Regions from separate parts of the Capsicum annuum genome. Here region 2 is linked to region 1. A link is a contact called in public Hi-C data. All regions are on one chromosome and are shown on one strand. Each heading gives the region's core, a stretch centred on a gene start, on an enhancer-like site or on the middle of the called end of the contact. The rest is flanking DNA. Distances are from core to core; before and after follow the strand shown. Region 1 has its middle 7.0 kb from the start of LOC124895893. Region 2 has its middle 150 kb from the start of LOC124895893.

Region 1 (3,742 bases), core at 515-3,014:
TTTGAGCAATCCTCTTCTCATGAACTAGCCTTTTCAGGTTGAGTTAGACCCAAGTTCTATTCTTTACATTTATAAGTAATTAATAAATACTATTAAATACCATTATTATTATTGTACACACACATACGTGTATGTATGTATATATGTGTGTGTGTATGTATGCATGTATAAATTTAATCGATTCGAATTATAAACATCCACAACCAAATTCAATTCAAATAATTAAAATATTCTAAAATTAAATTCGTAAATCAATTCAAATTGTATAATTTAAATTGAATTATCCAAATTTCTTTGAATCGATTCGAATACTCGAATTGTCACACCTCTACTAAACATAAATTAATTGGAGTAATATGATAAAATCATTATACAAGTCATTGTATTTTGAATAAGTGTGCTAAATCAAAACATAATAAGCAAATTCGAACGAGAGGAGCATAACTTAGGGGGAGGTTTGCCCTCGAATAAAAATGTATTTGCACGAAAGGCTAGGATTGTTTATAAGTCACGAGGTGATTTAGACATGTATCCAACCACATCTATTTTATTTTATTGACAAAATTGAAAGATCAGATATTTTTTACAAATGCAACGAAAGAAATTATCGTATGAACGCTTTCTAGATCATCTTTTCTATTCTTATTGTTATGAAGATTAAATCAAAGGCTTTATTGCTTCTACTATAGTTATTTGCACGACTTTTTCTCGCAAATCAAAAACATTTAACTTTGTGAGGCAATCTTATTGATTGACATGAAATTTCATGCCCAAGTCCACTCAAATTCAGTTTCAACAAGACGTGTTCCATTTGAAAATTCCCGGCTACAAGGAGTTGCTAATTAGAACTGTAATCCATATGTTAATATCCGTCATCTGATACATGTCTCTCAAATTATCTATCATAATTTTTTTTACATTTTTTAAAAAATACGAATTAAAAGGGTTTTAAACTATTTTATTCTTCATTAATATCTGAACAATCATAACATTATCTTATAATTCAGGTGTTTTGATTATTCAAGCGTAATAACTATCACTGATAAATTGTACTAATAAATAAATAATTTTATTTTAACCTTTCAAAATAATAAATAATTTAAAATAGGCCAAACACATCGCTAGATCCTTTAACTTGACACGATCTTTTACTTTGACATCTAAAGTGAACGGTGTTTATTTTTAACACCTTAAGTAATTATGAACTGTGTCACTTTGACACATTTTGTTGACTTGCTACATTGTGTCTTGCACACACTTTGAGTGCGTGAACAACTTAAGTATTACTATTTTTTTTTGCTTCTTCTTCTTCTTCCTTTTGATCTCCTCCAACACTTATTATTATCCATCAACCATTCACACAATCATGGCTTCATCCTTAAGACAATAAAAAATGGTGGAGAATTAATCTACCATTTTCTTCTTCTTTCAATTTTTATAAATTCATAATTTTCAATCACTTATTTTAGCTCAAGTTTTGCCTCAATTTTACTCAATTTTAAGCTCCTTCAATGGTGAAAAGTTTTAAGATAGATTTTAGAGTTAACATACAAAAATGAATAATGTTAAATGTAATTCGATTGTAAAAATTTCCTCCAATTGTGAAAGCTATTAACAGATTTTTAATGAAATAATTTCTTAACAATTTTTTTCTTCTATTTTTTTTTTTAAAAAATAATTTGTATGTGGAGATAATTGAAGAGAAGATTTTGATTGTGGGGGATTGAGGTTGGGGTTGGAGCGGGGGGAGGAGGTGACACAGTGGTGGGCCTTGGAGAAGACGATTGAGGGGTGGGGGTGGGAGGGTCGGTTGGAGAAGATAGATTGGGATTGGCGGGGGTGGAGGTAAATTTCTTTTTATACTTATTTGGGTTAAAAATATCAAGTGTCAATATTTAATTGGTATATTTTTGTTTTAATTAAAATTAGTTATTTAAAAATTTATTTGAAGAGAAACGATAAATACCTGTATTTTATTCGTCACTTTACACGTCACTAACGTGTATAACACACAGACATAATATATTTTTATTGGTTATGTAAAAAGTATCAAAATAACACAATTAATGACTACTTAAGGTATTAAAAATGAACAACGTTCATTTTAGATATTAAAAATAAAAATTTATGACAAGTTAAAAAATCTGATGATATGTTTGATCTTTAAAATAACTATTTTTGAAACCACAACATTAATTAGAGAATGAGAGAGTACAAGTGTTGGTTTGAGGATGAATACAACTGGTGCAGAGAGAGAAGGGAAATTAACATGAAATAGGAAACTAAATAATTGCGGAGTCGGCAGCAGAGAATGGAACACTTTTAGCATAGGAAAGGCAGGTAAATGATGCAAATAATAGGAATACACGAATTCAATAATTTTTGTCATGTTAGTTATTTTAATGACCATTTTCACAAAAAATCATTAAATATAAGATATTTTTTGTAGAATCATTCTTTATTCAAAATTGTAAGAGGGCATTGAAGCTATTTTCTCTATAATAATTATTTATTATATTTATATACAATTCTTGGGAGATTTAATTTTTTAATTCAATATTCTAAATATTTTTATTATATTTGTAATATGACCCCTTTTACAAGAAATCAAAACACTTAAAAAATAGAAAATCTATAAATAAAATACACAAGATTTCTTGCAATGCAGATTATTCCTCCTACGTACACATGGTTTTCGAGAGCTTTTCATATTTGTAGAATGGCCTTCATTTTAATATGGTTTTCTAGAGCTTTTCATATTTGTAGAATGGCCTTCATTTTAATAAGAAACTAAATATATTTTCCGAGAAGTTTAACTATTTAAAAGGAGAGTGCACATCTAGAACGTTTAGTATGACCTCGATAGATAATCTCACTATTCCCTTTCCCTTCTTTGATTCTAATGCAATAGAAAAAAATGAAGGAAAAAAAAGATTAACATTTCCTTTTTAAGATTAGAGATGAAATAGGTACTCCTTTCATCTCAAATTATTTAGTGCTTTTCAAAAATATATTTAAAATTATTTGCTATTTTAGAAGTTATAAAATTAATTATGTGCCTTTTTTTTTTTTTTTCAATTTTACTGTTTTTGCTACAAGCACCTCAGGATGACATATAAACAAAATAAACATTCAATGAAAGAATAGATCTAAAAACATAAGTAAAGGTAAAATAATTTAAAATCTCTCCTAATTAATATTTTTTAAGAAGTGTGTAAAAAAACATGATAAGTAATTTCAGATGAAAAGAGTAACAAAAGTGGTTAAACTTCAAATTCGGCCATTGAAGGCTTCAAAGTCTAATTTTAGGAAATGACAACTAAACCAAAAACCTCGTTGACCTACTTGGTTTCTTGAATACACGGGACTAATATCATTTCCGGCAATTAGAACAATTATTTGTTCATTCAAGGAATTATCAAATAAGAAGATTCTTAGCCAAAATGTTAATAATTCTAAAATTAAATAAACATACGTTCTAAAATTGATGGCTGGAAAAGTGGTCCTCATCAAACGTACGTATTGTCTATTATATTATGTTACCTAAATGGTCCCTAAAGCCTAGAGCTTGATGACTTTTTCCTTTCTCATATATCAACTCAATGCAAGTGGATGAAAAATCGTGTTATGTTTGTACATTTCTAGAAGATATAATTTACTGAGTTCTAATAATACACAATAAATTGGTGTATAGTGCTGTCGAAAATTAAAAGTTCCCCAAGAGATCTAACAAACATGGAGA
Region 2 (3,742 bases), core at 1,214-3,713, 140 kb before region 1:
TGTCACTGTACCTAACTGGACCTCCTAGGATTGTGGTGTAATATGGATATGATTTTTCATCTTTAACTAAAGATTTCGGATCGAATTTTGGGTGTGAAAAAAATCTAATAGGAAACTAGCATTTTCCCTTGAATTGATTTCACATGTTGCAGTCCAAGATTAATTGGAATCCCAATAAAAGAAGAGGATATCGAACATAGAATAAAAAATATAAAAATATATGTACCTTGGGCCTGGACCCTTGGTGCGGCCAATCAACATTAAATTGCATTGAAGAAGAATTTTGATCCTTATAAGTATGTTCCGTTTCTCGTCTGCTTTGCTTTGAGCTGGAACTACCCAAGCTCAAGTCAAGGCTATGATCTGCTGCCTTATTAGTTGATTCTGAAAAGCATATTTATGAAGTTTTGTCAGAATTTTTTTTTTATTTTTTTAATTTTTCAAGGTACCCTACAGTCGACAGTCGTGAGACTAATCTAGTAGATTCTGAAAAGCATATTTATGAAGGTTTGTCAGAAATTTTTTTTTTTTTCTTTTTTTGATTTTTCAAGGTATCCTCACAGCCGACAGTCGTGAGACTAATCCTCCATTCCACGGTCAGCACACTAAGCGATAGAGAACTGGCCACAGAATTTTCTCCATTCACCAGAGGTGGGGATCGAACCCCCAACCTCTTAATTAAGGGGTAAGATATTGAATCACCACATCAACACCAACCCTCTTGTGGGTTGTAAGAAAAATCTTTTAAGCATTTATTAGGAAGCAAAGACAAGAAATGGTATACACATATTTACGATTTACCAGTTGAATAAAGTTCATTTTCATAAATGCTAGGATCGAAGTTAGTGACTGCATCCTTGCCATTACACTTGATGGCAGCTTTATCATAAGCCCTATAAAAAGAATATATTAGAAATATTAGTACTAGTCACTCTAATGCTTAGTTGGCAAAGAGAAATTAATTCAGCACTATAATTTTACACAAACCTGGCAGCTTCATTTTCAGTATCAAAGAGTCCCAAATAAACGTACCTATTCAAAAAGAATTAGAAAACAGGAAATTAATAAGCAAAAGCAAGGAGTTAGTGGCATTGACAACAAAATTACTATGATTATTCACGTGAAAATGAATTGAAACAAAATTAAGACAATGTTTTACTTTTTGCCCAATAACTGGCCCATTCTAGCCTCCCATCTACCACATTTGTGCAAGGTCACCCCTCTATACTTGGAACTTCCCCTTGGAAAACCAGTACTTTGCCTCCGTAGTACATGCACAAATTCTTCCTTTGTTAGATTCTTCATCTGCATCATATATACACCAAACGGAAAAAAATATTACAACACAAAGAAGATCAGTAAATTCAAAATGTTTCTCATTCAATTTCCAACCGTCCATTGTATCTATTTCGGGTCAAAATATTAATATGGTTTCAGCTCCATATGGGTTTAGGCAAATAGAGCATAGCACCATTTGGCTCGGTTGAATATTGCATCACTTTGAAATATAGATATAGATGTATATGTCTGAAATAACTCCATATATAGTTATTAAATTCTAAATTTATATTTTCAAGTGTATTATCGGTATTGTTATTAGAATCTAAAATTCTAACTCATTAAATTCAAATTCTAAACCTCTAATGAAAACAATTGTTGAGGATAAGGGTAGGTCACTACTAAAAATAAAAGTAGCAAGTACTCCAACTAGCAAGACTTGATCATATCATGAACCTACCTGTTTTAAGTCTTCCTCATAATCTTCCAGGTTAAAGTTTATGTCCGCCTCCACTCCCCGGAACTTTATTGCTGCCCTATCATACGCACTGCAACAACACATTTTTCAATCTCTATAAGGTTTTTTCTTCTCCCGTTTCAAATAAAACTACAATGCCAAAGTTTTAAAGAAAAAGTTAATTTAACCAATCAAAGAGCTCACCGAGCTGCAGCATGGGCTGTATCAAATCCACCTACAAAGATTAATATCATGTGACATTAATTTTCAAGGATAAGGAGATGACTAATTTAACTACAATTTCAGCTCAAAAATTAAATGAAGAAAACGTACCTAAATAAACTTGTTTTCCACAATCCCTGAGAGATGCAAACGAATGAGAAAAGCAAGTATATATATGGACAAAGTTCAAGTTGGAAAAATCGAGAAAAGGAAAAAAGCCAAAACAACGTATGAGAAAAAGCAAATGAACTGGCATTATCCTTAACCAGAGTTCACGAGTAGGTAGACAAAGATTTTTTTGGTCGAGTGCGTTGAAACTCCTCAGTGAGATTTCAATGGCAAAGAAGAGAGCTTACCATATATGTGATTCCCAGCGGCCAGTTCTTCGATAAAAAGTAACACCACGGTACTGTGAACTCCTAGACCTTGGACCACGCCTGCTCTTTTTCATTGGCTGCACCGGCAGCTGTTGCTGCGACAACTGATAAACACCTGATGGCTCCGGTTGATAGAATTTTACTCCAGCCCAATGAGCCCTTGGAAGTATACAAGATCTATCATCACCCTCAAAATTCTCAGTTCCATTATTTTCCGACTCATCTACCGGGAAAAACTGCCGGGTAACCGGTGCTACATTCTCCGACGACAAATTGTCATTGTTTGTTGGTGCTGTCATAGAAAAGCCAAATATTTTACTAGGAGTACTTCTCTTTTTCTTGCCTTTAATTTCTCCATTTTCCTCTGCTTGATCATTATCTTCTTCCTCTGAACCATATAATTCCTCAACAGCTGATGAGCTTGAATTCGAAACGGATCCAACACCTTTACCTTCTTCTGATCCATCATCCCTTCTATGATCTGGAGAGTTGTTTAGATTCCACATTTCTTTCCCTACAGGTCAAACAACCATACAAGTAAAGTATAAAAGGAAAAAAAAAAAAAAAAAGAGAGAGAAGAATTTCGTTTAACTTTCTCTCAACTGAGCCAAAATTAGACCATGGCCTATAAATATTTTTTTTCTTTTTGGTTTCTTTCGACCAAATAGATGTGTGGAGTTGAATATGAAGTAATGGTATAATGGAGCTTTTTGCTGGGTTTTGAAAGATTGTATTACACAAGAAAACTTGTGACTTACAGAGAGGTTAATTTGTTGCAAGAAAAGGTTAGAGAGAGTGTGTTGTATGTTTTCTATTCTCTATTCTCTATTCTCGTTTACTTGTCTGATATGACACTTCTGTTGAAAGAAACTAGTACTCCCTCCTTCACACTATGGGTGTCAAACGGGTCGGGCTGAGCCAACTCGAAACCGACCTTTTTATTTTAATCGGGTTGAGAATTGGTTTTGGCGCTAGATAGGTCGGGCCGGGTCAAACAGTAAAAAATTCAAAATCCACCCTAACTTGGCCCACTTAATCCAACTCGGTCAAACCCATCAAAACTCGATCAAACCCGATTAAAAAATCGGTCAAACCCAGTCAAAAATATAAAAAAAAAAAAAAAAATTCTTTCAATATACATTACATATATCCACCTATATACATTATAAATACGTTAAATAATATATATACACTATATATATAGTATATACAACATTAGAATTTAAAAAATATATAAACAATTAGTCAATTACTCATATATACGCACCATTCAATGTATACATACTACTACTTATAAAATATACTACAATATATATACATTACAATATATATAGATATACTTATATACTAATTTATAAAACATATACACATGTATATGTTAAATATACACTTCTATAGAAGATATATA

Evidence for each region. A called contact is a pair of places that touch in the nucleus more often than the background predicts.
Region 2: a Hi-C map of leaf shows a contact between it and region 1, with 3 times the contacts expected there. The contact joins two enhancer-like sites. A contact is called at or near these places in 2 of 5 Hi-C or Micro-C datasets (leaf and pericarp).

What each region holds. Positions count from the first base shown.
Region 1 is chr2:84,999,288-85,003,029 of UCD10Xv1.1, reverse strand. No RefSeq gene overlaps it. Among protein-coding and RNA genes, the nearest start is that of LOC124895893, 7.0 kb to the right of the region's middle. Within about 2 kb of position 1,764, at least 4 of the 5 cell types and tissues checked have an H3K27ac peak or open chromatin away from gene starts, as enhancers often do. A contact at or near this core is called in leaf, where this site is marked.
Region 2 is chr2:85,141,977-85,145,718 of UCD10Xv1.1, reverse strand. It overlaps the pseudogene LOC107857848. Among protein-coding and RNA genes, the nearest start is that of LOC124895893, 150 kb to the right of the region's middle. Within about 2 kb of position 2,463, at least 5 of the 5 cell types and tissues checked have an H3K27ac peak or open chromatin away from gene starts, as enhancers often do. A contact at or near this core is called in leaf, where this site is marked.